Regions from separate parts of the Mus musculus genome. Here regions 2, 3 and 4 are each linked to region 1. A link is a contact called in public Hi-C and HiChIP or PLAC-seq data. All regions are on one chromosome and are shown on one strand. The core of a region is the stretch at or near the end of the contact, and the rest is flanking DNA. Distances in the headings are between cores, read along the strand shown.

Region 1 (7,954 bases), core at 3,356-5,855:
TAAAGAATCGAATGGGAGAAGAAAGCTTATGGGAGACTGATGGAAGGCTGTGGACTAGGGGTGTAAGGTTACGGATCTTGTCATTTTAAGGGATGTGAGGAGAATTGAACCTAGGACCTTCGGCTTGTTAGACAAGTACTCTGCCACTATATTCCCCGACCTCTTTTTGTTTTCTTTTTTCCTTTTTCCTTTTAACTCTTCAGTGCAGATGCAAGGTCTACGCAGGTTGGCCTTGAACTCATTATGTGGCACAGTCAGGCCTTGAACTTGTCATCTCTCTGCTTCAGTATCCTGAGGGGTAATAGCTGGGGTTATAGGTCTGTTCCACTAGGCCAGCCTCTGATCTCTTAGAATGTTGATGGGAAATTTTTTCCTGAAGTCTGCGGAGCTGAGTGTATTGTGAGCACTGGCATGGAGTTGACACAGAATCTGTGTAAGTACAGGCAGGGACTAGAGGCAGGAGACACTACAAGAAAAAGCCTCTTAGCTCTATAGAAAGAATTTTGAAATGACAAAGCTGTGAAATTGGGTGTTAGATGGCCAAGAGGCTACTGTAGTGACTTTGAGGCCACAGCAGGAGAGTGATTTAATTTCTGGGAGAAGTTTGACATTTTCTCTGTGATAACACAAGCCTTAGGGTTTTACTGCTGTGAAGAGACACCATGATAAAGGCGTCTCTTATAAAGGATAGCATTTAATTGGGGCTGGCTTATAGGTTCAGAAGTTCAGTTCATTATCATTAAGTCAGGGAACACTGCAGTGTCCAGGCAGGCATGGCGCCGGAGGAGGAAGCTGGGAGAAGACTGCCTTCTGGACTGCTAGGAGAAGGACCTTAAAGCCCACCCCTACAGTGACATACATCCTCCAACAAGGCCACACCTCCTAAGAGTGCCACTCCCTGGGCCAAGCATATTCAAACCACTACAACATAGAACTTTACTTCATAATGCAGGGTTATGGTCTCTTTTTATCACCATTATATAGATAGGGTCCCTTGAAGGTCTATATATTAAGGGCATGATGCCAAGAGTAGCAATATTTGGAGGTAATATGGACCTTTAAGAGGCAGGAGTCTATGGAGAAGTCTTTAGGTCCCAGGAGGTGTAGTCTTTAAGGGGATAGTGGAACTCTAGCCTCTTAGTCTCCTCTGCTTCCTGGCCTGAGATAATGAGCAGTTTGCTCCAGCATCTCTTTGCCATGGCTAGTGGGGACTTAGACTAGAGGTCCAAAGTCATGAGGTCCCATTATCTTAGACTGGAACTTTTCCTAATTTCTAAGTAAAAATTTCTACTTCACAAGTAGCCTCTCCCATGCATTTTGTTACAGGGATGGAAAATTGACTACTAGATTCCTTTTATACTGAATGGATCAAACACAGCAGTATTATTTTTAAATTCTGAGTAGAGAGCACACTTAGTTTATTCTCCATGCTTTTCTTTAAGTTAAAAATGTTGCTTTTTTTTTTAAAAAAAAGGAAAAGATATGTAAAGAAATAATATAATTTCCCCATTTTCCTCCTCCCCATCCCCAACTAGAGACATGGTACTAAATAACCACTGACCAGAATGCACATCACCCAGGCTCTTTTTCTTACAAATTGTCACCAAAGTCCACAACCAGAGGAGTGGCGGATGTAGTGGGACAGTTCTGACAGGTGCCCCTGCCAGGCTGAGAACCATGTGGCTTTGTGGAAACTGCAGGAAGACCTTCAGAATGAATGCTTAGAAAAGTTCAGCCCTTTCAAGTGCCTCGTGTGATGGGGATGAGACTCAGAGTAGGGTGAGATCTGACAAAACCATCAGTGTCTAGAAACGAAAAATGCAGGCTGAGAACCAGGGCTGTGGGGTGACTCTCCTCGATTCAACCCAGCCTCACCATGTCATTTATGCTCATAATATGTAGCCTTGGGGGTGTGTGTCTGAATCAAATCAATTTCCATCAATAATTTTCTATTTGATAGCTCATTTGTCCCAAGCAGTGGTCCATTCTGCAACCATAAAAATGAAAAGAGAAACCAGCCATCTCTCTGGAGGAGTTTATGGTCTTTTAAAGGTGAACTTACTGTACTGGAGAACATTCCCTCTGGGGGTCAATTAGCCAGATCATTGTTTGCATCATGGACCACAGAGATTACAGTTTTAGGATTGGGGCAGAGGGTGCTGTATTATCCTTTAGGTTGTCAGCAGCAGGTATGTACTGCAAGCATGACGTCCTTCACTTCCTAGCATGGTCTTTGTCTAGCTGAGGTAGCTTAGAGAGCGTATGCTGCCTGAGTCAGCTTTTAAGCAGTTTCCTCAGAAAGTTTGGCTTTAGCTTGAAACAAACTCTTAGTTTTTGATTTCCCAGGGCTGTTGTGTGTCGTAGGTCAGCTCAAATGCTTGATACCTGCATCCAGGTGAGGAGAGAAATCGAAGCTGGCACTCGGTCAGAGAGTTTCTATTTCCACTCTCTGTTTACAGGACCTTGGGAGGGCACCCTTCTCCAGTTTGTCCGGAGGGGACACCACTTTACATTTTACATGAGGATGACAGAAGCTGGCAGATGGCGTTGCTGACCGAAATGCTCTCCCAAGTCAGTGCAACCCACAGGGCTTATGTTTACTGCACAGGACCTCTTGGAAAACCAAGGACCATATGTTTAGCCCAAGAGAGAAATGACTCAGAAAATATGTTTATGAAGCTTTGAAATGTTAGGACAAGGGAGGATTTTAGAAAGCACAATGTTTAGCCGTCTAATTTCACATGCCTAAAACAGGACCTTGCCACTTTAGAACTTCATGGAACATTTGAGATTATGTTGTTGGTCTTCCTTATCTTGTAGGTGAGGACGGCAGCATCTGGAGAGGTGACATCAGAGTCTGACGAGGTGAAGTCAGCATTGTAGCAGGCGTAGCTTGCCAGGAGGTTAGACTTCTAACCCTCTGTCCTTTCTGTGTTGCTGTATTGATCGCCTCACAGATGGCTAGTAATGGAGTGCATCCATACTCAGACAACTGACAGAATTGAAGTGGTATAAAATGTGTCAGGAATTACATCAACTGCATGAGGTCCCGTGTTTTCAATCTTACAGGATTTCAGAGAACGCTGCAACACGCAGCTCTTCTGCACGTATCTAATGAGCCATGCTTGACTATCTCTCTTAGTGTTGTCAGTTTGACACGGATGGAAGCACACCGCTAGCCTGATAGGATCCACGATTTTTTGTGGAGGGTGATCAGTGAGGTGGTGAGGATGCCCTGGTTGGAGGCCCGGATTTGCCCCAGGGTGACTAATTCAGGCAAGTCGCTTCATCCTGGTTCCATCCAGGTCTCTTCATAAACAAAATGGACACAGTCATGCCCACTGTATCCTCCATTACAAGGTTTTGGGGGGCAGCACATGAGTGGAGGGTTGTGGCACCAAAGGGCTCTGCAGTAAGCATATTCCCAGGCAGGTGGCTAGGGAACTGTCGGGGTGGGAGGGCAGAGAGCAGAGCGGAGGCGTGAGGGAGACTGACCAAAGGTTCGGGTGCCCTCCTAGAGATTCCTGGCACCGAGAAGCTGGGAGAAATGCAGAGGGATGGGGATGGAGGCTCCTGTCAGCTGCAGAGGCAGTGTGTGTGTCTTGAGCTTCCTATCAGCTCTCAGGACTGTAAGAATGGGACTCCCAAGCACCATGTGAGCTTAAATCTAGAGTCTCTCTCTTAGGCTCACTATTAAAAGAAATAAATATAAAATGGGAAAGCAACAGGGGCTAGATTACTCTCTCTCACACACACATACACATACATAAATACACACATACATCATATATATCATGTATGTCACACACACACACACACACACATATGTGGAGAGAGAGAGAGAGAGAGAGAGAGAGAGAGAGAGAGAGAGAGAGAGAGAGAGAGAGAAACTAGAGTAAAATCCTTAGTGTGTCCACATGTGCAAGAGCAAGCCTCTCCATGAGAGAACAAGGGAAACTGGGCTTTGTGATTTAGTCTTCTCTGGTCCTTCAGCATCTGAGCGGGGTCTTAGAGGAGATGGATGCTTAGGATGGAGAATGGATGTACGTGTTTGACTGTTTGTGTCTCACAAATCAATACCTTCTCTGTGCTGCCTTAATGTACACGCTTTCTTTAATGACAAGAGCTAAAACAATCCAGTGTTCACCTCTCCCCTTCATACTGCTTCAACAGATATTGCTGGTAGAGGAAAGGGGCGGAGCATTTCCTTTCAAAGGTCTTTGGAGATTTTCATAGAATTTATATTCATTTGGAGGAAAGTATATTCCTTACAATGTTTGTCATCCATTTTATAAATGCCTTTTGTATCCTTTGGGAGAGTTAACTATCCCTGTAATAGAAAGCAATCTGGATATATTATGGAATGGACACAAAATTGTCATGAATTTTAAGGTAAGTTGTGAGATTTCAAAGAACTGCATACTGACATTGCTCACTTTCATCAAGATCTCACCTTTGGAGGAACTCTTCTTGCCGTTGAGGTTTGTGGAGTATTGCTTTTCCATATTTCCCTGAGAGACGGCTCTCTCTTATCTGAGTAGTCAATTCTGTAAGTGTTGAAGTCAAATGAGTTGGGTTCAAACCTCAGTCAGTCATTTATTAACTGTGTAATCTTGGGCAGGTGCCTTACCCCTGTCACATCCTCGGTTGTGATGTGTGGAGGAATTGTGAGGTAATAAACACCAGCTGCTATCAGACTGCCTCACACAGGGTGAGCACTTGTTATGAGCAATCTGAAGCTATGTTTGCTATAGTGTAGCATGTGAAAATGTGTACACATGTACTGGTATCTGTAAGTGAAAGGCAGAGAGGAAATTTTTCTTTATCAGACAGCACCCTACTCTTGTGAGGCAACTGTAGTTCCAAATTATTCATTTTACTCTCTGTTCAAAATGAACAGTTTTTTTCTTTTTTAATCACAGACAGGAGAGTAGATAGACTCATCAAGAAAAGGAATTGAAGGGCACAATGAGACAAGAGGATGAAGGAGAAACTATTCAGTACTCACTGGGATGGAAATAAAGAGCTCTGCAGTGAGAATCTCAAAAGCTTTGTGACCTAACAATGAGACCTGCGGAGAAGGCAGGGCCCCTGACTTGGGAGACAAACTCAGTAACAGAAACTTGGCAGAGTTTTGACTTCTTTCGACTTGGGACAAAGGCAGAAGAAGTAGTAAAAAATAATTGAAGAGTGGTTTATTATGTCTGTGTTGCAAAGGGGCAGGAAACCACAACTTTGAAGACGTGGAGGAAATGGTTAAGGCAACACTGTGAGCAAGCAACGGTGCTAACGCTGGGGAAAGTGAGGGCAGATGAGGGCAGCTAGGACTGTAGAGTCGCCTAGAAATTAACATCCCTCCCGTTAGGAGAAGCATGCTGCGTGTGTGACTTTGAGAAGTCAGTTACACTGACATTGGAACTTTGCATGAATGTTCGGGACCAAGCCAGATACCAAACGGTAGCAGCAGAAGATGGGTAGAGAAGACTCAGTGTGGGCCCAGAGGTGAACTTCCTTTCAGTTTTGAAATCAACAATGATTTCTCTGATTGTTAAAATATGAGTGGAAGATTCTCATTACTGCGTTTTTGTGAGGCACCCCAAATGGAGTCATTCTTTAACTAAAGAGGCAGTAACTATTATGAATGCTCCCAAGATATTATCTATTATTTATTTCCATTGTTTATACAAAGAAAAAGATCGACTGTGAACCAGATTGTATGAATAGTTATGTAGAAATAATGTGATCGGAAGCATTAAGGATCAGGAACACAGAACAGTTTTCTCAGGGATGTGCATCCATGAGTTCAGATCATTGGAAAGATAATCAGTGGGTGTGGTTGATGTTAAGCTTCTTATTGGACCAGACCCAAAAATCAAAACACAGCTCTCCCTCTTGACCCCACTTTCGCCTTCAACTGCAGCCCTTTATCTCTTAAGTCTCTGCCATGGCACTTACAAGATGAGTGTGGTCTAGCATTTTCCCTCTAAAGGGTTGTCTATGCTGTCACTAAGTCTCCCGGGCCTCTCTGGACCCCCTTCACTAAGTTTTCTGCTCCCCGTAATCTAGTGTGACCTCTCCCTTGTGTCATTTATGATCTCCACCTTGCTTAAGTCAGCTGTCACTTTCACATCCCTGTTTTCTGACATCCACCATCATTTGACATAGTTACTCGCCCCAGTCCTGCATTCTCCTATCTCAGTCTCCAGGACACCACACCAGGCTGGTTTCCCCCTCACTCCTGATTACATCTCCTTTCCCTCACCATGTCCTCTTCATCTTCTAACCCAAGGACTTAGAGAATCCTGAGCTCTCTCTTTGGGATTCTCTCTCTCTCTCTCTCTTTTTTTTTTATCAATTCTCATTGCTTGTGTGTTTTGCCCAATATAATGGCTTTATATGCTGTGCATATTCTGAAGACTATGAAATGATCGTTTCTAACCCAGACATTTCCCCTGGTCTCCTGATCTATAGAGAGCTACTTGAAATTCCCATTTGGGTGTCTACTAATCATCTCAAACTTAACATGTCCTAAACTGTGTTCCTAACACCTCTGCAGAGAGAAACTCCAACATGTCCCTGTCTACCTCAGCTAGCAGCAATACTGTTCCGGGGGCTTCAAACATAGCTTGGGCAGCGTCCTTTGTTCTCCTCATCTATGTCACCGTGCCCCCCAGTTTCCCCACAAACTGTCTAAGTTTCATGTTTAAAAGAGAACTCTTGACCCTTTCTCACAAACCCCTGGTACCACTCTGGTTCAGTCCACAGTCAGCTCCCCCATGGATCACTGCAGTGCCTCCTCTGTGGTCTCCTGGGTTTAGATTGGTTTCCCTGCAACTCATGAGCTGTATAGCAGCCAGAGTGACCTGTTGAAACCTAGGTCAGATCTTCCCATTTTTCCCATGATCTGATTTCTTCCTCAGTCTCTAAGGCCCAGAAAAGTTTTGCTCTGTGCCACCTCTCTGGATTTATCTTCTACCACTCTCTGATTTCGCAGACAAGCCATTTCGGCTTTCAGTGTGCAGGGTGCCTCCTGCTCAGTGTGTGGGGTGCCTCCTGCTCAGTGTGTGGGGTGCCTCCTGCTAGCGGCTCCTAGTGCTTGCTCTTTCCTTCATCTTCCTGGATTGCCCTCCCCCTGCCTGTCTATTTGGACAGTGCTGCTATCTCTTCAGTTGTTTGTCCCTGAAAAGCCGGATTCTCCATGAGGCTTCTTCTCTTTATACATGCCTGTGCATCTGTGTGTGGCTGAGTGCATATCTATGTACATTTCTGAAGTACCCACAGAAGCCAGAAGATGGAGTCAGATCTCCCATAAGTGGAATTAGTTGTGAGCTGCCATGTGGGTTCTGGGAATTGTTTCTGAAAAAAAAAAAAAAAAAAAAAACAGAACAAAAAACCAAAAAACCAAAACCAGTCAGTGCTCTTAACCGCCACGCCATCTCTGCAGCTGATGCTTACTTTCCAAGATAGCCAATCTAAATTCTCACTTATTCCTGCCCCAATATTGTGTTCTTTCATATTCTTCATATTTTCTCCCTAATATGTAACTACTTTGTGGCATCCAGCATATTCTATATACAGGCTTGTTTCCTTGTTGCCTGTTCTGTTTCCTTCCCACCACAATGCTTGCTCACATAGGAAAGGGTTTATTTGTTTTATTTAAGTATGTAGCCATTTTGTTCCTGCTGTAGGTCTCAATTAATATTTGTAGTAATAATCAGTGGAACAAAGTTATAGATAACCAGGTACCATGTCTCAGAACTTCCTTCCACCCTGCCATTTCCAAAGATAGACATTTATAAGCATTCTACTATCTTTTTAAGTTGAATAAATATTGCCATTAATAGCTGTTGGGAAAAGTATTGGCTCAGGACCCCAAGACCAAGTTCTTGGCACAAATGAGATTTATTTGCCCCAGAGAGACAGAGGGCAGTGAATAAGAGACAAAGACAGGAGA
Region 2 (7,954 bases), core at 2,050-4,549, 890 kb after region 1:
CTGAAGGCCAGCACTCATTAGAGTAGTCATTTACCCTTCTGTGTTAAGACTGATGGCCTGCACCTGGACAGTTTCCTTTTACAATATGTTAGTTGTTGGAAATGCTTGTTGAATTGAATGTTTCTCAATTGTTAGACGTTGGTCCTGTAAGCTAAGACAAGAAAAAACATAACAGCATGCTTCTAACCCTCAAGGAAAATTCAGAGACTACCAGGAAACATTCCCACCATATGAAATCTCCTTTCTTAATAGGCATATTATACATCCATCTGTTTCAGACCACTAGCATCAAAGTCACAAAGATTTAATGGCAGCTAGCACTCAACTACCTTATCTGGAAATGCTATTTGTATGAGGCGCTCAGGTAAATAACTACTGCGGGGTTTGTGTTCTATCTATAATAGGAAGCACCCTAAGGAAAGTAGAAACAAACAGATGTGGAAATTCTTCATTGAAAAACTTACCTTTCTTGAGATTTCTTGCCTAAACGTAGAAAAAAGAATAAAAAAAAAGTATCATCAAAAAGTAAACAATTTCAATTTTTTTTTAAAGTAAAGGGTATGCCCACCTCCAAAACTGTCTTTGGAAATACATTGTGCATTTGGTAAGTGGACACCCATCTGTTGCTAAGTGGATCTGGGGTACCAGTAACCGTTTAGAGCTGTAGCAGAACAGTGTGATGAGCCTGCTTCTGGGGACTCCACTCCACCTGCTGTGATGCTCATAAAGCCAGAGCCTTGGCTGAACTCCCTACTGGTCTGACCCAGTGTCCCAGGCACAGCTCATCCTCTTACCAGCCCCTCCCTAAAGGACTTCAATGTCTCTCAGCTTCTCTTATGTGAGTCCTGAGAGTTTGGCTCTGGTCTTATTAGTAGGAATCAGTGAGGATCATGCAATCCAATTTGAGCGGCATATTTTCATACATCATATGGAATCTTATATACAATTCATATGTCATAAATACTTCTGTTTCCCCTTTGAACAGGCCACATGGAACTAGGTGTGAAAACCACTTCCACCAAATGCATAGAACTCTGGAACCCACATTTCTGTGTCCAAACAAAAACCTCAGCTCCAGCTTAGTTGTGCTTATTCAGTTGGGACTCTCCTCTAACTTACTCTTTGGGTAATTTTAGTTGACTATACAAAGTACATTTTGTGAACCAAAACACATTCTTATTTAAATATTGCTTAACTAGTGGTGTGAAGAAATGAGGTCTGTAGGAAACAGAAGAAAAAGAAACAGAAAGAAAGCTTTCTGAGAAAGGAGAATCCTTTGAGAGAGGGGTGGCTTTGGTGTTTTTCAGTGGCTGTAAACTGCTAGTCTAGAATTGTCCCACATAGATGTTAAATTCATTGTTGGGTTAAAAAAAACGGTATTTAAAATGTTTAGGCCATTGCTTGGCACATAATAGACAGTACTCAATTGTGTCTTTGATATTTTAAAGTTCTATAAAAGCTAGTCTTTCAAAATTTTGCTTGTAGATGATATGGACCAAATATACAGATTAGGTAGAATAATCAAGTTTGAGTCCATTTGTACATCTTCACAAATAAATATATGTGTATATATACGTCTACACACACACACTACCTTTTCTGAGATTTCTTGCCATATGTATATGGCAAGGAACAATGAAAGTAATGACAATAGGTAAACAAGACCCAGAATCCTACTGTGGGATTTTCTTGTCCTACTAAGGGAATTTCTTGTCCTACTGAGAGAGTGTCTTGTCCTACTGAGGAAGTGTCTTTCTGAAGAAAAGAGAACTAAGAGAGAATGCATTCAAGTTCATGTTCTGTACTAAACCAGTGTGTTGGGTCAGGTGGAAATTTCTTCCGCCTGAGGAACAGCATTGCCTTGTAACCCTGAAAGCAAGTGCTTTTTAGGGGTGCTATTTCAGAGGAAAGAGCCATTTCTGCCTTGAGCTCCTGCTTAAAGAGATTTTAGAGCTTGGCCTAAAAAAAATGCCATTGCCTTGGAGAATGAGAAAAGCTAGGAGTACCAAGTGTTTCTACCAGAGCACATGGCCAGGGTCCTTGTTTGTGGACCCAGGAGAAGAGTTAAAGGGAATCCAGAAGCCAAGACCATTAGGGCATAGGCAGCCCTTGCACCAGGTCATAGCATCCACCTGAGAGAAGAATGCTTTGTCACCCCATTGGCCTTCATACTCTGAATTGTCACATGTCCCCTTTCCAGTCTGATGAACCCAATAAAACTATAACATGTACGTAATATGTATGGATATAGAATTATTATTTTCACTATGATTCTTATCAACATATCTATTGAACACCTATAGGGTTATCTCAGGGACCTAGATCAGTGTCTCTATAGAAAAAAAGGGACATGATTCATGTTGTAAAGAGTCAATTTATGGCTAAAATGTTTGGAAGACAAAGCCATTCCCTTGCAAGCTTGAGAGATGAGTGGCTGTTTCATGATTGAAGACCATTGGACACAGCATAGTTACACCGAGTTTTCCCTCCAGAGTTAGTGATCTCTGGGAACCGCTACTCTCTTTGGTGGCATAACTGCCACTAGCCCAAGTACCCGTTATCTGTTTCCTGTTTGCCCTACTCAGATTCCCACAGCAGGGGCATGCCGTTTTCTTGTTATCAGTTTGAGATCGTCTACAGAAATGACTGACTCCAAAGTTAAGACTTTAAAAACAACCTACAGCTTTTCTCCTCCCCACTCATAAGGTAGCCTTAACCAGCTAGCACCCACCAAATACGGGTGACTTTGACTAAATTCCTTTGTGGTTACAACTGCCTCTGAAAAAGATGAAATTTGGGAGTCCTTGTCGTCCTCATTACTCCTTGAAGTCACTGAGCTAATGGCCACCTTACTCAGGGAGCATGTGTGATGACCTCTTTGCCCCACCCAAGGCAGCAAGACAGTTGGAGTGAGGTTTTGAAGTCTCAGTAAGAGGAAGAAAAGTGTCAATCTCAGCTTTGTTCTGGTGCCGTAGGCGATACTTAGTATCCTGTGTGATGGCGGTATCCAAGGTCCGTGGAATTTCCATCAATAGAGGAAAAGTTTGAACTGTTCAGTACTGACACGTTATAGTTAGTGCTGTTCCTACATAGCGCATCCTCTATTATCTTATGGATTGGTGGAAAATGAGTCTATCACCTCCTATTTTTAAATTTGGACAGGAGATCAAATCATGGTGGGAAGATTGTCAGAGACGGGTAGACGATTTTCTTTCAGTTGCCAGTGTGGGTGAGCTGGGTGACACAACGTGCACTGGTGAGTCTGGTGGAAGGGAAATCTAAGTGGCCGTCAGCTTCTACCACAGGAAGCAGCACAAAGGAGTCACAAAGGTTACTCATAGTACCTGACCTTAATACGGGGGAATCTTTAAAGCTGCCGGGGTATGTGAATCTTACAGTTTTGAGTAGATCTGCTAGATAAACGTGGACAAATGTGGCAGTGCACACCTCAAAACTGCAGCAGACTGTGGGCCTGTGGCTGGTGCGTTGGTCCGACCTGAAGGCAAAGGCATACTCAGGAGGGAGGAAGGGGGCAAAAGAAGAATGTTCTGTCCTCGTGCAGAGTTTATATACTTCCTGGATGATAGAGAATAAGATTTTGAGGACGCTCTCCTTTCCCTTTCCCTTTTTTCTTCAGGTTTCTGCCTTATTGGATATTGGATATATGTATGTGTATTTCTCTCTCTCTCTCTCTGTATATGTGTCTGTGTGTGTATGCATATCATTAGGATGTGTATATATCCTCCACTGTAACCTAGTACACTATATACGTATATGTGTGTACACTACATATGTATGCATACAAATATAAACACACATATGTTTAAATATGTATATGTTTACACATACATATATATGGTATACTAGATTACAGTGGTGACCTCAGTGAATAGATTCTAGAGAGAATCCACAAGGATTTCTCCCAAGGGCAACCACATGTCAACACCCGGAAAGTTATATGACTCTTAAAGAGATGTTCAAAAATCTTAGACAATCATAGACTCTCTTCCTAATGCTATTGTAGTGCTAAGATCAAAGTTGTGCAGGCTCCCAGAAGACAGTGGCAATGCATTCCCCTTCATACAGAAATAGGACCAAAGAGTTGTTACAGTGTCTCATCTAGCCAAGTTCCTCATAGCAACGTATCATGAAAAGGTCTGCCAACCATGATACATTGTCTGGATTTTTTAAATGGAGGTGTATATAAGGCCCAATCTCTCTAGGGACTTATGCCTACAAAGCACAGAAGTCACTTGGCACCTGCTTCAACTAAATAAGTTTATTTCCTGTGTGGGTCTCTCTCTCTCTCTCTCTCTCTCTCTCTCTCTCTCTCTCTCTTCCACTTGAACACTGTTCTACTTTGATGTTATTGAACATACCTACCTTTTTTTAACCGCCTTGCCAGCCAAATGAGAAATGCCAGCCCCGAGAATGCGGTGACCATGACGGCTACAGGAATGAAGAGGGGGTTGTAGTCACCTTCTTTGATCTTTGAGAAACTTCTGTTTGTCTCTGAAAGAGGAATCAGTAAGGCATATGGCATGAGCCACAGAATTATTCTCTTACTCAAGCTCATGATAGTCATCATTTTGGTCTTCTGATGTCCCCCAACAGTAACATATGTAACAGATGAGGGGAATAACACGGGAAGGCCCACGGTATGCATACAGCTGGACTGGCCTCTAGCCTTCTGCCTATGGGACCACAGTTCTCAGATCTGTGACTCATGGAGGTCCTGGGGATGTATCTCAAAACTCAAACAAGAAGTAGTCATCATGGTGTTTCGTTCCTGGTCTTGTTTAAAGGTTGATATCTGAGCACAGAGAAGAACTAGAAAGCTTACTAAACTGTAAGGAAAATGAAGTCAGCGATCTGAGCTGGGTAACTTGTTGATCAAAGGAAGCTGCTTCTACTACTTACATTGAATGAGATACACAAAAATCTTATTGCTTATATGCCCAGGGTCTGCAATGATATATAGCAATGCAGTTGGACCCCTGCCCTTCATTTCCACTCAAACCAACTAAAAGGCCATTTCTACCCTTTGGATATACAAACTGGGTTGGCTTACAGTCTCTTATTGAAAAGTACTAATTTGAAAAAAAAAATCTATCTTCTGATACCTCCAGGTGAAGGAATCTACTTTTACATATTGGCAACTGTTGGTTTGCTGAAGATGAGGAAATGAAAACTAAGTCGGTTGGAAAGGAAATGTATTTGATGAACCTGGCATACAGCCTTGCTGTAATGTCCTCGTTACCACCTTCCTGCTCCCTGCCCCCACTCTACTCCAAACACCCAGCGATCTTCTTTGACAGCTTCTTCAGGGCCTATCGCTTCTATTTTCTGTGAAGACGGTTTACATTGGGCAGACACTGGTAGCTGCTAGTTCATATGCTAACTTAACAAACAATTATTTTGTCACTTTTTTTTTCATGTACTCTGATGCACGGTGTATACACATGAGGAAGCTGCGGTCCTTCCCATGCACAGACAGATTGGGGAGACATCAGCTTGGGGTACTAGAGAACGGTTCACTTGTTGGGAGTTAGGGAGTCACTAGTGAGCTTAGAGGACGCATTGTTAAAAGATTAACGGGGAAATAAACTTGTGACAGAATAGAAGACATGGGTCATACATAAATATGTCAATGGGTTTACACTTTAAAGCAATAGGAGAGTTGAGAAAGAAAATAATTATCATGAAAGGAAAGCCTAAGAACAGGCAAGGATTTTATAGTGCACAACTGCATATCCATTTGTTTCTTAGGCCACATGTATTGAGGGAAAGGGACTTAAGTGTTTGTTATCTCCTTTCTGTCTTCTGCTAGCTGATCAGCTCCGGCTTTAAGCCTTCAGTATTTCTGAGTAAAATTACTCATGCTGACATATTGGACTAGGACTAGACCAGGTGCCAGATGATCTGCAGACAGTTTTTCTCTTGCCAATTAAGTTGGTTCCTTCTGAGCAGGTGAAGGTACAAGCAGAAGTAAAACTGAAGTTGGCCAGGGAGTGACTGCATTCCACTGTGCCCTGATTGGGTGCTGCTAGAGGTGCGCACTGAGTCACTTCAGGGAGGACATAACACAACAGGGCAGTCAGGACCAAAGGCAGTTTTCACCTTCTTATTACCATTAATTAATCGTGCATAACGATGGATTCCATTATGGCATTTTCAGAGATGGTATACATGTTGTTCTTTGGTCATCTTTGCACCACCCCCTTTAGCCTCTCCCATCTCCCTCCCAGTCTCATTGCCAATCCTAAAGCTTTTTGTTTCAGTATGGTTTTAACTTTTATGGGGGTGAGTAATGTATGTGTGTGCTGCACAGAATTATCTGGAAAGGAAATGGCACATGGTAATGAGCCACATGGCGTGAAGCAACCCAGGTCCTTGAGAGAAGCAAGTACTTTAAAACACTGATTCTTCTTTCCAGCCCCCATTACATGGTTTTGACCAGAGCCTCCAGAATTTATCAATGAAACCATCCATACAAATCTAGAAATTTCTAACTTGTGGGAATTACTTTGGACCGTACTTTCAGACTTGTGATATGGATAACTGGTCAGAGATAGAGACAACAAGGCATTGGCAGCCCATGGTGGTATAGGGTAGCCATTCCAAAAGGCTGCCCCAGCATGGTAACATGCAAGACTTCTGGAAATGTCATACCATACAGTCTTAGACTCAGAAGGCAGACTCTGGCATGGGACATGCTCAGTGATCACAAAGCTTTCAGCCTTTTCCTTAAGCAGCTTTGACAGACACCCCTACTCCCTGAAGCAGGCTTATCACTGATTCAATTCCTTACAATTCAGTTCCATGATGTCAACGATAGATTTTGGTTTACTTTAGAGAATTAAACTAGGGAACTATAAATATAAATGTAAAAAGCCTATCCAGAACTTCAGAGTTACCAGGTTTTTTTTTCCATCATCTATATGTGATAAACCCTGTCAGTCAAGAAAGGATGAAAACCCACTCTATTGCAAATGAAAACAATCAAGAGTGGGGCTTTGTTTTTTGCAGAAGTTGTTATTCTCCTGAGAGCTTACACTGGAGAAAAACAAAGAAAAGATGACTTTAAGAACCTACCAACTGAAGCAATCAAGAAAGACCTGTAAATCCCCTGAAAGAAACTGGTTGGTGCTAAGTTGGCCACCACATAAAATGGGTGTCATTGAAGGAGAGGAACCAAAGTTCAACTAGGGTTCATCAAGGCTTTATGTGATAACAATGAGAGAAAAAAAGATACAGAGTATAACTTCAATGTATTGCTGTAAATCAGATTATAAAATGCCAGATGACTTCAAAGACTTTTGCTTTTGTTTAGCTAGGTTTGGTTTGGATTGGTTTGGTGTTTTGCATTTCATTTTAGTGAGAAAAGCAAAACAAAACAAAACAAAACAAAACAAAACAAAACACTTGAAAAGCATCAAACTACAACCCAACTCTGGTTAAATTATACAGCAACAGAAGAAACAGACTTCTAGGCAAGACTCCCCTGTATTCTCAGACTATAAACACAAGCTTGCCACAACAAAGATCCACTCTAAAGTCACTCACCTTGGCAGATTGGCTCTGGAGATGACCAGTTTCCAGATGCTCCACACTGTGTTTCTGCAGTCCCAAGTAGCTCTCTTCCCTCAGAACAGTTGAAAGCACACTTGGACTGGAAGCTGAAGTTTCCCAAGGGGTGGATGCAGTCCATGGTACCCAACTCAGGGGCCTCCAAAGGCTCACACTGGACCACTTTCATGGAGAGAGAAGCAGGGTTGAGAAGAGTTATGAGGATTTGATTGGAATGGGGCTGGGGATGAATATAATCATTGTGCATTATATCCAAGTGTGATAGTGCCTATTTTTTAATTAATAAAAATTATTTTATTGAATTGTACATGTATAGGTGTTTTGTATGCAAGTATATTGTGTACTATTTCTGTGCCTGGAGCCC
Region 3 (7,954 bases), core at 3,020-5,519, 590 kb after region 1:
TGTGGGCAGAGCAGCTGCATTCATGCACGTCAGTGGAACAATAAAAGCACTGGACACACAGCCCCACACCTTAGGCAAAAGCAATCCAACAGAGGGGAGCTGACCTCAGCCAGCTCAGCAGCAGCCAGGCAGGGACATGAGGGAAAATGGCCTTTGTAGCCACTTCTCACGTGTACACTGAGACCGCTACATGGACCCGGCGGTTCTCCTCTCACACATGTTGTATGTACTAGTCACATACCCCCTCAGACAATACTCATAGTAGTCCCATGGACTGAATGTTCTATGTTGAGACCCTAAGCTAAAGGGATGTATTAGCAAATGGAGGCGCATACATTGTTAATTTTTGGCTATAATCAAGTAGAGGATTAGAAGACATACCCTGTGAGAGTGATTAGGTCATCAAGACAAAGATACACATAGAATCTTTATAAAAGAAACTATAAGAGATGGGAAAATAGTAAAAAATCTCTACAAAAATATTTATATTTTATTCATTTAGGATTTGTTAAGGAACATTTAATCTTGATACAGCCAAGAGTATTTAAACTAACAAAATGGATATGTAGATAATATGCTAAATACTAATATTAATTTAAACCACATTAGAGACATTTTATTGCCTTTAAAATTTATATCTAGTAAAATAAAAGACATGATAACTAAAAAATAATAGTGTGTTTTTAAAAACACATAAACCAAAGGTGCAGATTATGAGCACTTAAGATTTACTTGCAATAAAGCACAAAAGAAATCACAAGAATTGCTATATTCAACAGAAGAAATTTAATGCTAATCCAAGCAAACATACATAACAAATAACCCTGTGTATAAAACTGTGTGGAAATATTTGTCTTCTCTATAGAGAAATTATGAAGCAATTCTACGTCAATGGGAACTTTCACTGGGAAATGTTTCAGAAGTCCACAGATTGGTGTGGTTCTATCTCGGCCAGCTGCCCTTACCACTCAACAGATAGCTAAAAAGTCAACTGAAAAAAAATTGTTTTGGCTCTCAGTTTGGCATGTTTCATTCCATGATATGTTGCTTTTAGGTCTGTGATTAGACTACCTAGCACAGCAGACATGCCAGGCAGAGCAAAGCATTCACTACATGGTCAGGAAGCAAGAGAAAAGAAGGGCTCTGTCCTCTTGTCCACCTCAGGGACACACCCTTGATGATCTAAAACCCCTTACCAGGTCTCACCTTCCAAGGTCACCATGAAGTATGTCATTAACATATGAGTAGTGAGAGAACACTTAGGATCTAAAATACAGCTGGCTTGTTCTGGTTTATGCTACTATTCCAAAAATAATTTAAAAATTTAGTATAATTGCATTAATTTAGTAACATACAATAGTTTAGGTTCAGTTTAACTATTAAATTAAGAACTAAGAAAGGCACTTAGGGCCTCATATTGATCCATTACCCAACCATAAAATTCAACTTAGTTGTTAAGCAAGTAGGTTTACAAAACAGACCTGATTTAACCAATATCATTAGTGACCCTCCACTTACAGCACATATCTAGATCTAAAATGAGCATTTCCCTTACCAACTGTCTAATAAGGATTACTCAGAACTCACTGCAAGGCAATGGAAGGAGGAACCAATAAGAGCTTTACAGATCTACCCAGAATGTAGTGCCCACTCATTAAAACCGATCCAACTGTAACTGTGGGCGTAGAAAACAGTAAGGGTAGACTCCATACCAACAAAGCATGGACAGAACAGGCAGACAGCAGCTAGGACTCCCAGGGAAGAGCAATCAAACACGAATCCTTACCGTGAAGACAGAATAGGTTTAACATAGCAAAGGACATAAGGAATAGCTAGCCTAGCCTGGTTGCAATAAGATAACAGGCTTAAGACTGAAAAGATTAAGAAGAATAGAAAACAATGTACGAGACCAGGGAAAACCAGAAACCTACAAAGCAGGCTCTGCACCACAGGGACCCCCAGCTCCCTGCAGGGGAGGTTCCTCCTCATCTGAGAGGTGAACTCCTTTGGGACTGGAAGAAGAGCAACTCCCAGTTAAAGATGGCGTGCAATCACAAGGATGCTACATATGTGAAAAAAACACCGGTAGAAATTTGTTTCTTTTAGAGCCAAACACCACAAAAAGACTGAAAAGCTAACTCTAAGCCATGTAAACATTTGTCCATATATGGACAAAATAAATATTTTCCCTGATCTAAAATTAGTTCTGTTGTTTGTCACCTTTTCAAGAAACACATTTTAGAAGCTTCTCAAGGCTATCTGGCTTTGCTTATACTTTTTAAAGGACTACACAGTTTTGTCTATTTTAGCTACCCAAAGTCACAGCTAAGGAGACCTGCAAATCTAGACACAATATTTCAAGAACATTGCTTCTTCTGCTGGTTCGAATGGCTCTGGCATAGCTTCAGGAAGACTACATTGCCACGTATACAACAGGCTTCAAAATAGACACATCCTTGGCTATAAATCAAATAATTCTTGCCCTCGCCTGTGCAGTGTGTTCTAAAATTAAATTCTTGCCCTCTCCTGTGCAGTGTGTATTATGTTCACTGGTACAGACCACTTTCCCCCTAGTCCCCAGCATGCTGATAATGAGACAGCTTTGATGCTGAGGCTCCTCAAAGTATGGTGCCAGCTTTCAGTAGTGTGAGCGTGACCTGGAAACTTAACAGAAAAGCAAGGTCTTATGGGATAGATTGGTGCAGGCCTGTGACCTCAGATTCTTGAGAGTCACAAAAAAGAACCACAAAAAAGTCACAGCCTTTCTATGTCCACAACTCAACCTACCCAACCAAGGGAAATCATAAATGTGCAATTAGTTTTGTCTTAATTTCTCCTACTCTTTATTCTTTAATTTGAAAATGATGAAACACATAAAATGAAAATAAAGTTGTATATCATGAAAGTAAATTTTCCCCTACTTTAGAATTTCAGTTCTTAATAAAGGCATTCATTGCTGTGTTCATTTCTCCCATGTTCTTCTAAAATGTTCAACCCATTCACAAGCATACTTGTGTGTGTGTGCACCATACATTTTATGCTTTACTTAATTTCCATATATGAGTTGTTAATAAAAATAAACCTATGGTACAGGGTATGGCATCCATGTGAAGTTTAATAAATAGTTTTGGAGCTAACTACCAGCGACATCCCAAGCCGGAGCTCTTGTTACAGGTCTCCAACAGTTAGCCTCCCCCCTTCGGAGGTGACTGCTTGGCTGTGGAAGGCTCACTCCTGTATGCTTTACCACCTACTCATTGTTATTTTTTATTGATACATAAGGTAAATGAAGACGGGAAAGAACAAGAAGAAAAGACAAGCTAAAGAAAAGGAATGGAGAAGAATGTAAAGAAGGCAAGAGCAAAAGGCAAGAGACTGGAGCAGAGGAAAACAAAAAGATTTCATGGGAAAATGCATAACTAACAGATAAGTATAAGAAGGGAATAAACCAAAAACATATACAAGCCTTTTTAAAAATTGGAAAGAGCCGGGCAGTGGTGGCACACGCCTTTAATCCCAGCACTTGTGAGGCAGAGGCAGGCAGATTTCTGAGTTCGAAGCTAGCCTGGTCTACAGAGTGAGTTCCAGAACAGCCAGGACTACACAGAGAAACCCTGACTCAAAAAAACAAAAACAATAACAAAATCGGAAAGATACAGTCAAAAAACTACTAAAGGTAGATAAGGAGACAAAAAAAAAAAAAAAAGGCTGATAGAAGATTGCTCAATAAAGAAAAAACAAAATTAGACAAGGGCATGGAGATTATGGAGATGACTAAAAAAGATGGATAGAAGACGGTATAAAATATAGTAAATATTAAAATAGTAAAATTAAGTAAAATGTTCCTAAAAGTACAACGGAAAGACCAGAAAGGAGTGCACAGTGTCTTCCTGTGCTTTCTGCTGCTCTGTGCTGAACTGTGCTGGTGACTGTCTGACATCCCCAAAGGCCTTCACTTTGCTAGTTGCTTAGCAGCGGCCTCTGCTGGTCACAGTTAGCTTTTCAGTCCCAGGGTTGGACTGACTGCCCCACCCTTCTGAGTCTACCAATTTGTAGCCCCTGAGGTGACTGTGAGGCAGGGGGTTGCTCCCAAGTATCATAATGTGAGGAATGCAGCCACAGGACTGAGGGCTGCACAAACTCCTGGGCATTAATCATCGTGGAGGACTGTGATGCAGATAACAAGCACACACACACCCCCACTCACACCCGGAGGTTCCCCGAGTTCTTCACCTCTCCATCAGTGAAGCCTACAATAGGCACTTGGCTCCAGAGACTGGTCTAGCCACAGACCTCAGGCTCAGAGTCATTCTCAGTGAATGAAGTCAGCTCCCGGTGCTAGAGGCGAGACTTTCGTTATACATGGCATTGTTTGGATGAGCAGCTTGAGATCTGCATTTCTGGGGCTTGTCAGCAAATCGTAGAATTAGATTGACACTTCTGAAAGCTATAGCTTGTCTTGAGGGCAAGACTCCAGGTAGTGTTCATCAGAGCTTCTTAGTCACACCACTGGTTTCTAACTAGAGCACTCAAAGACAAAGTCCAATGCACGTGTGCTCAGCAAGCCTGTGACTGCAGCGTGCCTTAGGAAGGTAAGTGCTAAAGAAAGTCACAGTCAAGTCCAAAAGTCAATATGGGAGGAACTACACAAACCTCTGAATATCAATGTGGTAGTTTCAAGGAAAATGGCCCCCACAGACTCATAGGGAGGGGCATTATTGGAGGTGTGACCTTGTTGGAGGAAGTGTATCACTGGGAGGTGGGCTTTGAGGTTTCAAAAGCTGAAGCCAGCCTAGTGGCTCACTGTCTCTTCCTGCTGCACTGCAGATCTAGATGTAGAACTCTTGACTACCTCTCTGTCACCATGTCTATATCTGTGCCACCATGTTTCCCCGCCATGATGATAAAAGACTAAACCTCTGTACCGCAAGCCAGCTCCAATGAAAAGTTTTCATTTGTAAGAGTTGCCATGGTCATGGTGTCTCTTCACAGCAATAAAACCCTAAGACAATCAAGAAACAATTCACTAGGGGCCACAAGTGCATCAACTGAGAGAGTGGTTCTGGTACCTTGACTGGGCAGAGTGAAACTTTTATCCTGCTCTCCTGCTCTTTTGTGGTCCCTCACAAAGAGCAGGAGAGCAGGAGAGCTGACCTTAACCCTGCTGGCGGCAGCATTGGGTGGGCTAGCTGGGGCAGTGCTGGAGAGCTTGCTCAGCTCTCTAATATACTTCTAGGCCCAGATCCAGGGGTCTGAGTTGGCCCACCCTAAATTCTACACCATCTGTGAACTGTTGGAGAGCACGAGAGGGCCAGTCCTGCAATTCCAAAGCAGAAGACTTGCCATGACATAGGAGGGCAACAACAGGATAACTGGGACGAGTCCCGGATCCAGTACCAATGGTGTGGCAGAAGCCAGAGGCCTCGGACCAGACCAATGACTCATTGCAGCGAACATTTCCAAGTGAAGATGTGTGGACAGAGGGAAATACTGTGGGACATGCTACAGCTTTGATGATGAGATGTTTTCTACACTTTAATTTTGTCGTCATTGTTGTTTTGTTTCTATTATCTTTTAGGGGTGGGGCTTGCAAGGGTGAAGAGTGAATAAGAAGGGGCAGAGAGATAAGATTCACACACACACACACACACACACAAATCAATTAAAACAAACAAACCAAGCAAACATAGAAGAAGAATCCTGGAGCTGGAGGTAGGACGATGACGCCACTACTGATAGACAGTGCTCTTCCAACTTTGATGAGCCCTACAAGCACTTGAGCTTGTGGACTATGCCTGTTCACAGGCCTTAACCTTGGACTTCTCAGCCAGGTTAGTATCTTCTGAGCTTGTTCAGTAGCTCTAGAGTAGGGCTGAGACATGCATTGGAGGTGTCTGAGCTGTCTCTGTGAACACTCGGTTTGAAAAAAAACTAAACTGAAAACTTCACAGTGGGCAATACCGCCATTTCCCCTGGGAATTTGTCCTACTCAGTATTTTGACTGCAAGTGCATACATCTGTGTACCACATGCATACCTGGTGCCTGTGAAGGGCAGAAGAGGTCACTGGATCCCTTAGAACTAGAGTTGCAGACAGTTGTGAGCCACCATGTGGATGCTGGGAATCAAACCCAGGGCCTCTGTAAAGACAAGTGCCCCTAACCACTAAGCCATCTCCTTAGCCCTTTCATCTCATTTTTTGAGACAGGGTCTCTTATTGAATCTGGAAACTCAAATTGGCTAAGACTAGCCAGCAAACTTGGGGAATTCCTGTCTTTGTCTGTCCCTTACCCCAACACTGGGGTTAGAGATGAACGCTCTGCCATTCTGAATTTTGGTTGTTGTTTTGTATTTTAATGTGGGTGCTGGGGGTCCCAGCTCAGGTCCTCAGAAACAGAAAGACTTTGCTGACTGAGCTGGATCCCCAGGACACTCAATTATTTTTGTTCTGGTAAACATTTGTAAAAGAAACTCCAGTAAGTCCCTTCTCTCACATTTTACTGTGTTTTAAGATTCAAGGGTCACCACTCAGACACTGAGAAGCCATCTGACATATGTGCTTGACTAGTCAGTTGTTCAGCATTTCAGTTCTAGGTATACGAAGAACCTTCTAGAAGAGGATTAACGCCAATGGTTACATAGGTCTCCAACAAAAGAGTCCCATCTCCCTCGCTAGCTTCCCAGGCTAGTCTGTTAATGGGCTGATCATCTAGTAGAGGGAATATCTTCAACCATTTTAGAGCTGATGACACCTAAGGTGCACATGACACAAGACTGAAGGAAAATTGACCTCAAAGACCTTGCAGCAGACATGTTTATCTGGGCACTGCCTGGTTTCCGATCTTCTCCTAGCCCTGAGCACCAGTGCCTGTGTAGCCGCACAATGAGGAACACAGACCTCCCTCCTTCCCACATGGTGCTCTGTTCTGCAGCCTACTTCCTCCCTTCCCTCTCCCAGCGAGGAGCTGGGGCAGGCCCTAGGGAGGTGGGATCCAGGGACCTGCCACATATGACATTTTATTATTTAGTTTATTAAGAAATGATTGTAAAATGGGAAAATAAGAAAGCACTGTCTGCTATCAGAAGACGAAGGAATGGTACATGCCCTGTGGAAGATGAAAGTGCGTAAATTCTGATGTGTAGTTACAACAGGTTCTTATGAGAAAGGAGCAGAACATGTAAAGAACAGGCTTACTGACTGACAAGCCTCCTCATTGACAGACGACATGGGAAACGATGGGAGGCCTTAATGTTTATACAAAATGCTAAAGGATAGTAGTCACCGGAAGTAACTCTGTGTGAGCCGAGAGCCAGCTCTGCATCCTGCTAGCCTGTACATCTGCACATCTTTCATACTCCAAAAAACAAAACAAAACAAAACAAACAAACAAACAAACCCTATGGATCAAAGCCCTTAATGCCTCTTATAAATTCTTCATTTCTAAGCCACTGCCAAGTCTACATCTCTGTCTTGATACTTAGCACACATAGGTGGCCTCTGTGTGTGAATAGGGAGCGAGGTTTTTACTCCAGTTACTTCACCAGAGCTCTCTCTATGGTCCCTGTGGCAGCATGGCTTGTTCGTGGCAAGGAAGGCTGGCAGCAACCTGAGCAAACTGGGACAAAGTGGGTCAGATGACTCTGGTAGACCTGAAATCAGTCCTGGAGGTTTTGGTATAGACTGATGCCATTCCCTCTCACTACCTTAGCATTCTTTAGAGTGCTCTGAACTAGAGGAATTCTAAGTGGAATCTTATTTAAGCATTAGACTCAGTCAGAAGATTTACATTTTAGATCAAATAAAACTATTAAGCAAGATGGTGGACTAAATGCTGACCCGCTGAAGAAGTGCCACATACCTTAAAAGGGAGAAAGAACCTCAGAAATCCATGAAAGGGTGATAGGACAGCTCAGAGACACAGAAAAACTGAGCAGTGAAGCATCATGATGAATGA
Region 4 (7,954 bases), core at 2,117-4,616, 520 kb after region 1:
AAGTCTGTTGCACAAGAGTGTGTATTCCTACTTAGAGTTGTCTCATGTTTATTTGGAACTGGAATGTAATTGGGTCTCTTTACCTGTCAGTTCTGGGATGGAATGCCATTGTAATCGCCTTTCCAACGCACTGCCCTGGATCTGGTGCTATTGTGTAGTGTAGACCAGGAACCCATGTAGAAAACACTACGAGGGCAGGGGCTTCTGGACGGGAGAGACACAGCAGAGACGGCAAACCCACATCATGTGTCTTGAATGTCACTCTGACAGAGCTGACATGCTCAGACATCTGTACTGGCAACTGCATATATATCTTGACATCCCCCACACCTCCTTAGAAGCTGAAAGAATCTATCCTAGGTTACACGAGCCAAAGGATTGTCTCTGTGGGGCAGTGTTGAGGTTAGAGAGACTGAGATTTTAACTAACTCATTGACATGGAACATGGGGCAGGTGTCGGCTCCACACTTCCGTGCTATTACTGACGGGAAACCACCTGTACAGCGGCTGCTAGCAACGCAGCTTTAAATGTGATTGCATCGGAGGGCACTAGAGAGCCACAGGCCTTGGAGGACTGCACAGCTGGGTTGGGATTCTGGTTCTACTGCTTTCTCTGGCCCCCTCGGACAGAACACTGTGCCTTTCACTGCAAGTGACATTCTCGTTCATAAAACAGGTTAATGCTACTGTGACGTGTTGCCAAGGAAACTGGATGACATTCGATATTACATCACTATCGATACAGTTCGATACCTAATCTAAATGCCATCGGATTGAATTCACCAGGGGAGTGGGGATTTAATCCATCCCGTGAGCCAAGTGGGAATGAGTGGCGAGGGAAGCGTGTTTGTGCGGGGAACGCCTGCGTTTGGCGCCTCCCGGTCGCCTTCCTACTAATAATGACCGCCTTTCTGACTCTTCCCTGGCGTAGGATTGACACAGATTCCCCAGATCCAGAAGACTGAGATCTCCTTCCGTCCTAATGACCCCAAGAGCTACGAGGCCTACGTGCTAAACATCATCAGGTTCCTGGAAAAGTACAAGGATTCAGCCCAGAAGGACGACATGATTTTCGAGGACTGTGGCAGTAAGTGACTGGCTCAGGGATGGATGGGTGCACGTGGTCCCACTATTGAGAAGGACGGGTTGTCGTTTGGCTCCGTTGCTTTAGTAGTTTAAAGGCAATGTCACGGAATTCTCGTTAGAATTTACACAAGGTTTTCACCTTACTTCACGACGATGAGAAAGGGACGCATGATAAGCAAGGAGAAATCATGAAGGAGAAATGAGTTAATGAAATAGCCATTATGACAAGAATAGCCATACATAATATCTTAGTCAGGGTTTCTATTCCTGCACAAAACATCATGACCGAGAAGCAAGTTGGGGAGGAAAGGGTTTATTCAGCTTACGTTTCCACATTGCTGTTCATCACCAAAGGAAGTCAGGACTGGAACTCAAGCAGGTCAGGGAGCAGGAGCTGATGCAGAAGCCATGGGGGGATGTTCTTACTGGCTTGCTTCCCCTGGCTTGCTCATCCTTCTCTCTTATAGAACCCAAGCCTACCAGCCCAGGGATGGCACCACGCACAAGGGGCCCTCCCCCCTTGATCACTAATTGAGAAAATGCCTTACAGTTGGATCTCATGGAGGCATTTTCCCAACTGAAGCTCCTTTCTCTGTGATAACTCCAGCCTGTGTCAAGTTGACACAAAACTAGCCAGTACACATAATATATATCAAATATACAACAGAGAATATGCATTGCTTTTCTACAGCCTGACTTAAAATTCTATGTTCATTTCACTTTTCTCTGGCTTTTTACGTGAAGTGTGAAGAACATTTCCCAGTTGAATCAGTGCTTGTCATGAGAGGAGAATGTACAGCTTCCAAAGACAAAACTGATGACTTCCGTCTTCTCTTTGACCATTTCCCCTCCGACTGGAGGCGTAGCTCCAGAAAATTCTGACCCAAACCTTCCAGCTCGAAAGTATTGACAACCTTTTAAATTCATGTCCTTGTTGTAATGTCCCTGTTTCTGAGCATCGCTGTGTGGGTCTGTGAAAGTGCTGCTGCTGCTGGTGCTGAAGTTATGGTCTGCTTTCCTTCAGCCCTAAGTAGCTAGGCGATCCATTAGAGCAGTGGCTCTAAACCTGAGGGTCTGGGCCCCTTGGGGTGGAACGTCTCTTTCCCCAGGAGTGGCCTAAGACCATTGGGAAACAGATATTTACATTATGATCCATAACAGCAAAATTACAGTTATAAAGTAGCAGTGAAAATAATGCTATGGTTGGGGGTCACCACAACATGAGGAACTATGTGATAGGGTCACAGCACATTAGGAAAGCTAAGAATCACTGCCTTAGAAGAAGAGAAAGACCAGCCAAGCCTCAGTCGCTGCTGTTCATGAAGCACAGCTGGTGAGCAGGTTGGCTTTGGGGTCACGCACCAGTGACTGCCTCTGCTAATACGTCTTTATCTTTTGAAGAGAGCAGACAGCTTGTGGGAAGTCCTTGTCTAGCGCAGGCCTCACGTAGCCCTGTCTCCAGTGGGAAATGATAAGGAACAAGAAGTTCTTTTCTTTCTTCACGGTGCAGAGCCGAACGGTTGGTGCACGCTATGAATGTGTTTGTGCTTTCAGATGTTCCCAGTGAACCCAAGGAACGGGGCGACATCAATCACGAACGAGGAGAGAGGAAGGTGTGCAGGTTCAAGCTTGACTGGCTGGGGAACTGCTCCGGTCTCAATGATGACTCTTACGGCTACAGAGAGGGGAAGCCCTGCATCATTATCAAGCTCAACCGAGTGTTGGGCTTCAAACCGAAGGCAAGCGCTATTTTACAGTCTCACATTTGGGGGCCTAGCTGATGTTTCAGAATATGCTCCCTGGGACTTGTGAAGTGCAGTCCGTTAGGACTGTAACACCAGGCTTAGCCTCAGACACTTTGAGCCAAGGCTAGCCTTATTATGCTCCCCATCCTCCTGACCCCGTCTCCCCAGTGATGTGACTGTGGTGTGCTCACTGCTTCGTGTCCAGATAAGAGAGTTCTTTGCCCACGTGAGGGTTTCCTGGTTGTGTGCTGCTTTTGGCTTGGGTCCTTAAAGGAGCAGCAAGGATATTTCAGAAATGCTGTCTGTTGATCAGAAAGAAGTTTTTTCCCCGAGTGATGATTTCATTACTAAACCTAGAACCTACCACGGTCTCTGCCCTTTGATAACCACACAGTTTCTAACAAGTGACCATTACTTGATCAGCAGGTTGTCACTGTTAACCATTTTGTAAGAAATTCTTTACAGAAAAGAACTGGTGTTGTCTCATCTTTTCTGAACGGTTATTTCTCAGACCATGAATGAAGCAATGCCATCCTTCCATAGGCGTGGCTTTGGTCTCCAGGGTCCCCTAAGGCTGACATGAACACTGCTCAGTTTCTCTTGCATGTCAGTTTGTTTCCGTGATATTTGCTACCCCAAAGGAAATCAAATCAAAACGTGGATTTTCTTTTTCTTTTTGTGAGCTACGGAATCTATGTAGGCAGCCCTGGCTGTCCTGGAACTCTTCAGACTAGGGTGGCCTTGAACTCACAGAGATCCACCTGCTTGAGTGCTGGGATTAAAGATGTGTGCCACCAACACCAGCAGGAATATTACCTTAAAGATGCATCAAAGCTCCTTTATGCAACCAGAGACAGGAACAAGTTGTCAGTGGCTGGCTGGCTGGCTGCTTGTCTTGAAGGATCTCTTGCGAATGTTAGTGTACCTTTCAACAGATATTTAATCTTCCCACAGAGACAAGCATGCAATGGGAAGTACTGTGGTTAGGACTACTACCCCACGCTTGTACTTGACTCACATGGCTAGGGTAATCTAGCAAAAGGAGGAACTGCTGTGGTTTATGAAGGAAGCCCGAAGCCAGTTTCTGCTCTCCCGGTCATTTGCTTTTAATACCGCTCATCACTTTCAGTGGCACCTGTGTCACAGAGCCACAGCCTGGCCCACTGTGTGAGTTCTGTCTTCTACATCTGAATGTCCTGTTCTGTGACGGACATTGACTCCTTCAATATTTTGGTCCCCAGTTAATACATTGCTGCTTCTTATTTGTCCCTCCTACCCAAATCCCCTGCTAGCTTGTCAGTGGGATCGGGTTGTTTTGTTGTTGTTGTTGGAGTGCTGTGACTCATCATTCCCATTGGTGTGCCTGGTTCCTGTCTTCGGAGGACAGATTCTGACCACCTCTTTGATCAATAAGTGTTTTCTATTCCAAGTTTTCAAGGTAGATGTATTGGTAGCAGAAAGCCCCCTAAAAGAGTCAAATCTACACTCCATATCTTAGGTCAAGGCTCAGATGCAGGGCTAACCTGAGTAAGCAAATGGCTGCTCTCCAGCAATCCATATTCATCAGCCTTTGGAGCTAGATGGGCCAGGGATGGAGGAGGAAGGCTGTGCATTTGGCTGTAACTGTTGTTTTCAGACTGCCCCCAGTCTTAGCGGAGGGTGAAAGCCTGTTTGAAGACAGCATTGTTGAGGAAAAGCCCGACATATTTACCCTTGCCTCAGTATACAAGTCCAGCTCTTGCACTAGAGGTGCACTGGACACTCCATGTGGTGACTGCCATCTTAGCAGGCACCCAGTTAGCTTCTCATTGTCCCTAGTCAGGTTTACAGTAGGCTGGCGCTGTGTTAGCTACAGTAGTAGGCTGTGCCACAGCTCGTTTGTAGTGCTCACTTCAAACAGATCTAAGTTGTCTCAGATTGACAAGGTGGATCACGCATTTGCCTTCCTGACGTGTCTTATTATTTCAGCAGCTTACTGTCAACATGTCCATTTCTTTGGACTACAGCTGAGTTTTAGTTTTCAGAAAAAAAAGTATCTTTTGCTGACCAGTGTGGGTTTTACTTTTAGCCTCCCAAGAATGAATCCTTGGAGACTTACCCACTGATGATGAAGTATAATCCAAATGTCCTGCCTGTTCAGTGCACTGGCAAGGTGAGAACGCTTTCGGGGCTACTGAGGGCGGGAGGGGAAGTGGGGCGGGGCAAGAGGAGTGGGTGAGACTCCTCACAGTTAAAGGGACAGTTTTAATGCAAGGAACTACTTTTGGGTGTTAGGCTCCCAAGATGAATCGTAACTATACAAGCTAAAAGGGACAGAACTGTAACTAATAAAACCAAGTTTGTTTACTGGCACAAGAAACACAGGTATCTAAATATCTGAATTTAATGTAATAGAATGTGGGTTTATGGACCCGCAGAGGTGAGCTAGCCCACGGCATGTGTTAAATTCTGAGGCCAACTTTCTTTTTTCACTCTTAATGAATGCTAAAAATGAGTGCTACAGTACCAAGCCAAGAGATGGATGTAAGAAATAAAGGACACATATGTAAGTCTTCGGAGAGAATGTCGCTGAACACTGTCCAAAAGCCAGGGGTTCCTCTCACTGTTGGCCTTCCTGCGAGGCTGAGCCAGCTTAGAGAATCACTTACTTGGTCTCTGCCTCAGTGTCTCCATTTGCAGAGCCCCCTTTCGTGAATGCTTCTTGGCTGCTTTCGGCCAGAACCGACCTTTATCCTGTGGTGTCACCAATCCACGCCACCCACTGCTTGATAGGCTTAGCTTCTGAGAGGTTTGAGGTAGGCACGCCACTGCAGCCTCTGATGGGGTTGAGAGTCTCGTTCGTTAGAGCAAGACGAGACCCATGATGCGTGTATGCCCTTAAAATTAAATTTCATGTCCTTTTGGTTTCCAGAGAGATGAAGATAAGGATAAAGTCGGGAACATAGAGTACTTTGGGATGGGCGGATACTACGGCTTCCCTCTGCAGTATTATCCCTACTACGGCAAACTCCTGCAGCCCAAGTACCTGCAGCCCCTGCTGGCCGTGCAGTTCACCAACCTCACCGTGGACACTGAAATCCGCGTCGAGTGTAAGGCGTATGGTGAGAACATTGGGTACAGTGAGAAAGACCGTTTTCAGGGACGCTTTGATGTAAAAATTGAAATTAAGAGCTGATCACAAGCACAAATCTTTCCCACTAGCCATTTAATAAGTTAAAAAAAGATACACAAACCTACTAGTCTTGAACAAACTGTCATACGTATGGGACCTACACTTAATCTCTATGCTTTACACTAGCTTCTGCATTTAATAGGTTAGAATGTAAATTTAAAGTGTAGCAATAGCAACAAAATATTTATTCTACTGTAAATGACAAAAGAAAAATAAAAATTGAGCCTTGGGACGTGCCCATTTTTACTGTAAATTAGATTCCGTAACTGACTTGTAGTGAGCAGTGTTCTGGCCCCTAAGTATTGCCGCCTTGTCTATTTTATTTAGTGTACAGTACTATAGGTGCGCACTCTGGTCATTTTTCAAGCCATGTTTTATCATATCTGTTTTCTACTTTACGTGAGCAAGGTTTGCTGTCCAAGGTGTAAATACTCAACGGGAATAAAACTGGCATGGTACTTTTTCCTTTCTTTCTTATTTTCTTGGCTCTGAAATTTCAAAGGTAACGGCCCATCGATGAGCATTTTTAACACACTCCATAGTCTCTTCCTGTGGTATCAGGTCTTTATTATTATTTTTTTTTTTTCTTTATTTCCTGGGGCTGGGGGGTGGGCTGTCATGGGGGAACTGCCCTTTAAATTTTAAGTGACAGTACAGAAAAATCAAGGTGATGGGTTGTGTTGTGCTCCGTGCTGAATGCTGTCTCGCCATCTCTCCCCGTGTCCTCCAGTGTGTTCTGCAGCTGTGTCTGAGACTGGGATCTGCCTGTCACTGTGGCTAGTGATGGGCTGGGTAGTTTGCTTATTCGTCCATTTCCTTTCCTTCTTTCCTTTCTCTGGAGGCATCATGCGCTGGTGCTGCGTCCTTATGAATGTTTTGACCATTTTCATGGTGGAAGAATTTTATATTTATGCAGTTGTACAATTTTATTTTTTTCTGCAAGAAAAAGTGTAATGTATGAAATAAAACCAAAGTCACTTGTTTGAAAATAAAAATCTTTATTTTGAACTTTATAAAAAGCAATGCAGTACCCCATAGACTGGTGTTAAGTGTTGTCTACAGTGCAAATCCATGTTCTAGCATATGTAATAATTGCCAGGAGTACAGTGCTCTTGTTGATCTTGTGTCAGTCAGGTTAACACAACGGACAATAAAAGAATGAACACATTCCTCACGTGTGTGACTCGATTGTCTGGGCGTCTCAGTCTGTGTCGTCTTTACTCTGGAGAGCTAATTATCCAAGATCTTGAAGAAATACTGGACCTGAAAGGCAAGCACAGTCTGTCATTAGCTACAGGCAGGTCTGGGCTCTCCCACCTGCCACCTGCTGAGAGGATGGAGGACCCAAGGGACCTGGATACACACCTTGTCCCCAAGAGATGACCGAGTTAACAAGAGGCAGAAAGGAAGGCTGTGGCTTGTTTTTAGAAGTGTTCTACAGTGCTGTTCCACTCAGTGAACACAGGAAATCTTGACTCCTGTGTCAATACATAGCTCAACAAAGTGTTCGCTGAGTGTGTGTGTGTGTGTGTGTGTGTAAATGTTTCTATTGGTTAAATTAAATTTTAGGTTTGAGACTCAGGGAATTAAATGTGTGCATCTCCCTCTGGTTCAGGATGTACTTTCTTGGCCATATTTAATAAATGGCCTTAGTGTCAGAAAAGATAAAAAAATTACACTTTCTGGTATAATGGACTTGAAGATTTGGTATTGCCAACATGGGGATGTGCAAATGAGAATGATGGTGACATATGGACCTGGAAACCTTGCAGAAGGCCTGGGTAACCACAGCTCAGCTACATTCCCTCCTACCTTCAGGCTACTGAGAATGCAGGTCCACGCCAGCCGACTCTGAAAGACTAGAGCTAGTTTACAAACACTAGTAATAGAGTGAGTTCCCACCTATTGTTCCATAGTAAAAATCCCCATTTTTTCCTCTCCGTATGGCATA

What was found. Hi-C and Micro-C count contacts between places; a contact is called where the count stands out from the background. HiChIP or PLAC-seq counts read pairs in DNA pulled down with a chosen protein or histone mark.
Region 2: a contact with region 1 is called in a Hi-C map of natural killer cells, with 6 times the contacts expected there. The contact joins the enhancer-like site here to the promoter of 1700029M03Rik in region 1. A contact is called at or near these places in 4 of 484 Hi-C or Micro-C datasets (CD8 T cells, memory CD8 T cells, natural killer cells and 1 more) and 2 of 115 datasets of contacts at active chromatin or transcription factors (memory CD8 T cells and regulatory T cells).
Region 3: a contact with region 1 is called in an H3K27ac HiChIP or PLAC-seq map of large pre-B cells, with 7 times the contacts expected there. The contact joins the enhancer-like site here to the promoter of 1700029M03Rik in region 1. A contact is called at or near these places in 1 of 15 datasets of contacts at CTCF or cohesin (large pre-B cells) and 6 of 115 datasets of contacts at active chromatin or transcription factors (T-cell acute lymphoblastic leukemia, Th17 cells, acute myeloid leukemia and 2 more).
Region 4: an H3K27ac HiChIP or PLAC-seq map of acute myeloid leukemia shows a contact between it and region 1, with 4 times the contacts expected there. The contact joins the enhancer-like site here to the promoter of 1700029M03Rik in region 1. A contact is called at or near these places in 1 of 15 datasets of contacts at CTCF or cohesin (large pre-B cells), 1 of 484 Hi-C or Micro-C datasets (colorectal tumor organoids), 1 of 115 datasets of contacts at active chromatin or transcription factors (acute myeloid leukemia) and 2 of 9 other capture datasets (adipose tissue and embryonic stem cells).

Annotation. Positions count from the first base shown.
Region 1 is chr1:164,957,538-164,965,491 of GRCm38.p6, reverse strand. It overlaps 1700029M03Rik (RIKEN cDNA 1700029M03 gene), which reads right to left and starts at 4,605. Exons shown (of 2, transcript NR_166148.1): 1 at 4,454-4,605; 2 at 2,655-2,992. Gm39692 (a long non-coding RNA gene) reads left to right here and starts at 5,097. Exons shown (of 3, transcript XR_865701.2): 1 at 5,097-5,502.
Region 2 is chr1:164,068,671-164,076,624 of GRCm38.p6, reverse strand. Sell (selectin, lymphocyte) reads right to left here. Exons shown (of 9, transcript NM_011346.2): 6 at 7,567-7,752; 7 at 4,384-4,512; 8 at 465-483. Among named protein-coding and RNA genes, the nearest start is that of Gm51665, 9.7 kb to the right of the region's middle. Within about 2 kb of position 3,299, at least 46 of the 459 cell types and tissues checked have an H3K27ac peak or open chromatin away from gene starts, as enhancers often do. A contact at or near this core is called in CD8 T cells, memory CD8 T cells, natural killer cells and 1 more, where this site is marked.
Region 3 is chr1:164,362,941-164,370,894 of GRCm38.p6, reverse strand. The region is part of intron 9 of Nme7 (NME/NM23 family member 7); the gene reads right to left. Among named protein-coding and RNA genes, the nearest start is that of Gm39690, 52 kb to the left of the region's middle. Within about 2 kb of position 4,269, at least 27 of the 459 cell types and tissues checked have an H3K27ac peak or open chromatin away from gene starts, as enhancers often do.
Region 4 is chr1:164,436,328-164,444,281 of GRCm38.p6, reverse strand. It overlaps Atp1b1 (ATPase, Na+/K+ transporting, beta 1 polypeptide), which reads left to right. Exons shown (of 6, transcript NM_009721.6): 3 at 932-1,087; 4 at 2,641-2,825; 5 at 4,900-4,983; 6 at 5,743-7,183. The coding sequence ends at 6,006. Nme7 (NME/NM23 family member 7) reads right to left here. Exons shown (of 14, transcript NM_138314.4): 14 at 6,982-7,266. The coding sequence ends at 7,234. Among named protein-coding and RNA genes, the nearest start is that of Atp1b1, 18 kb to the left of the region's middle. Within about 2 kb of position 3,366, at least 49 of the 459 cell types and tissues checked have an H3K27ac peak or open chromatin away from gene starts, as enhancers often do. A contact at or near this core is called in acute myeloid leukemia, where this site is marked.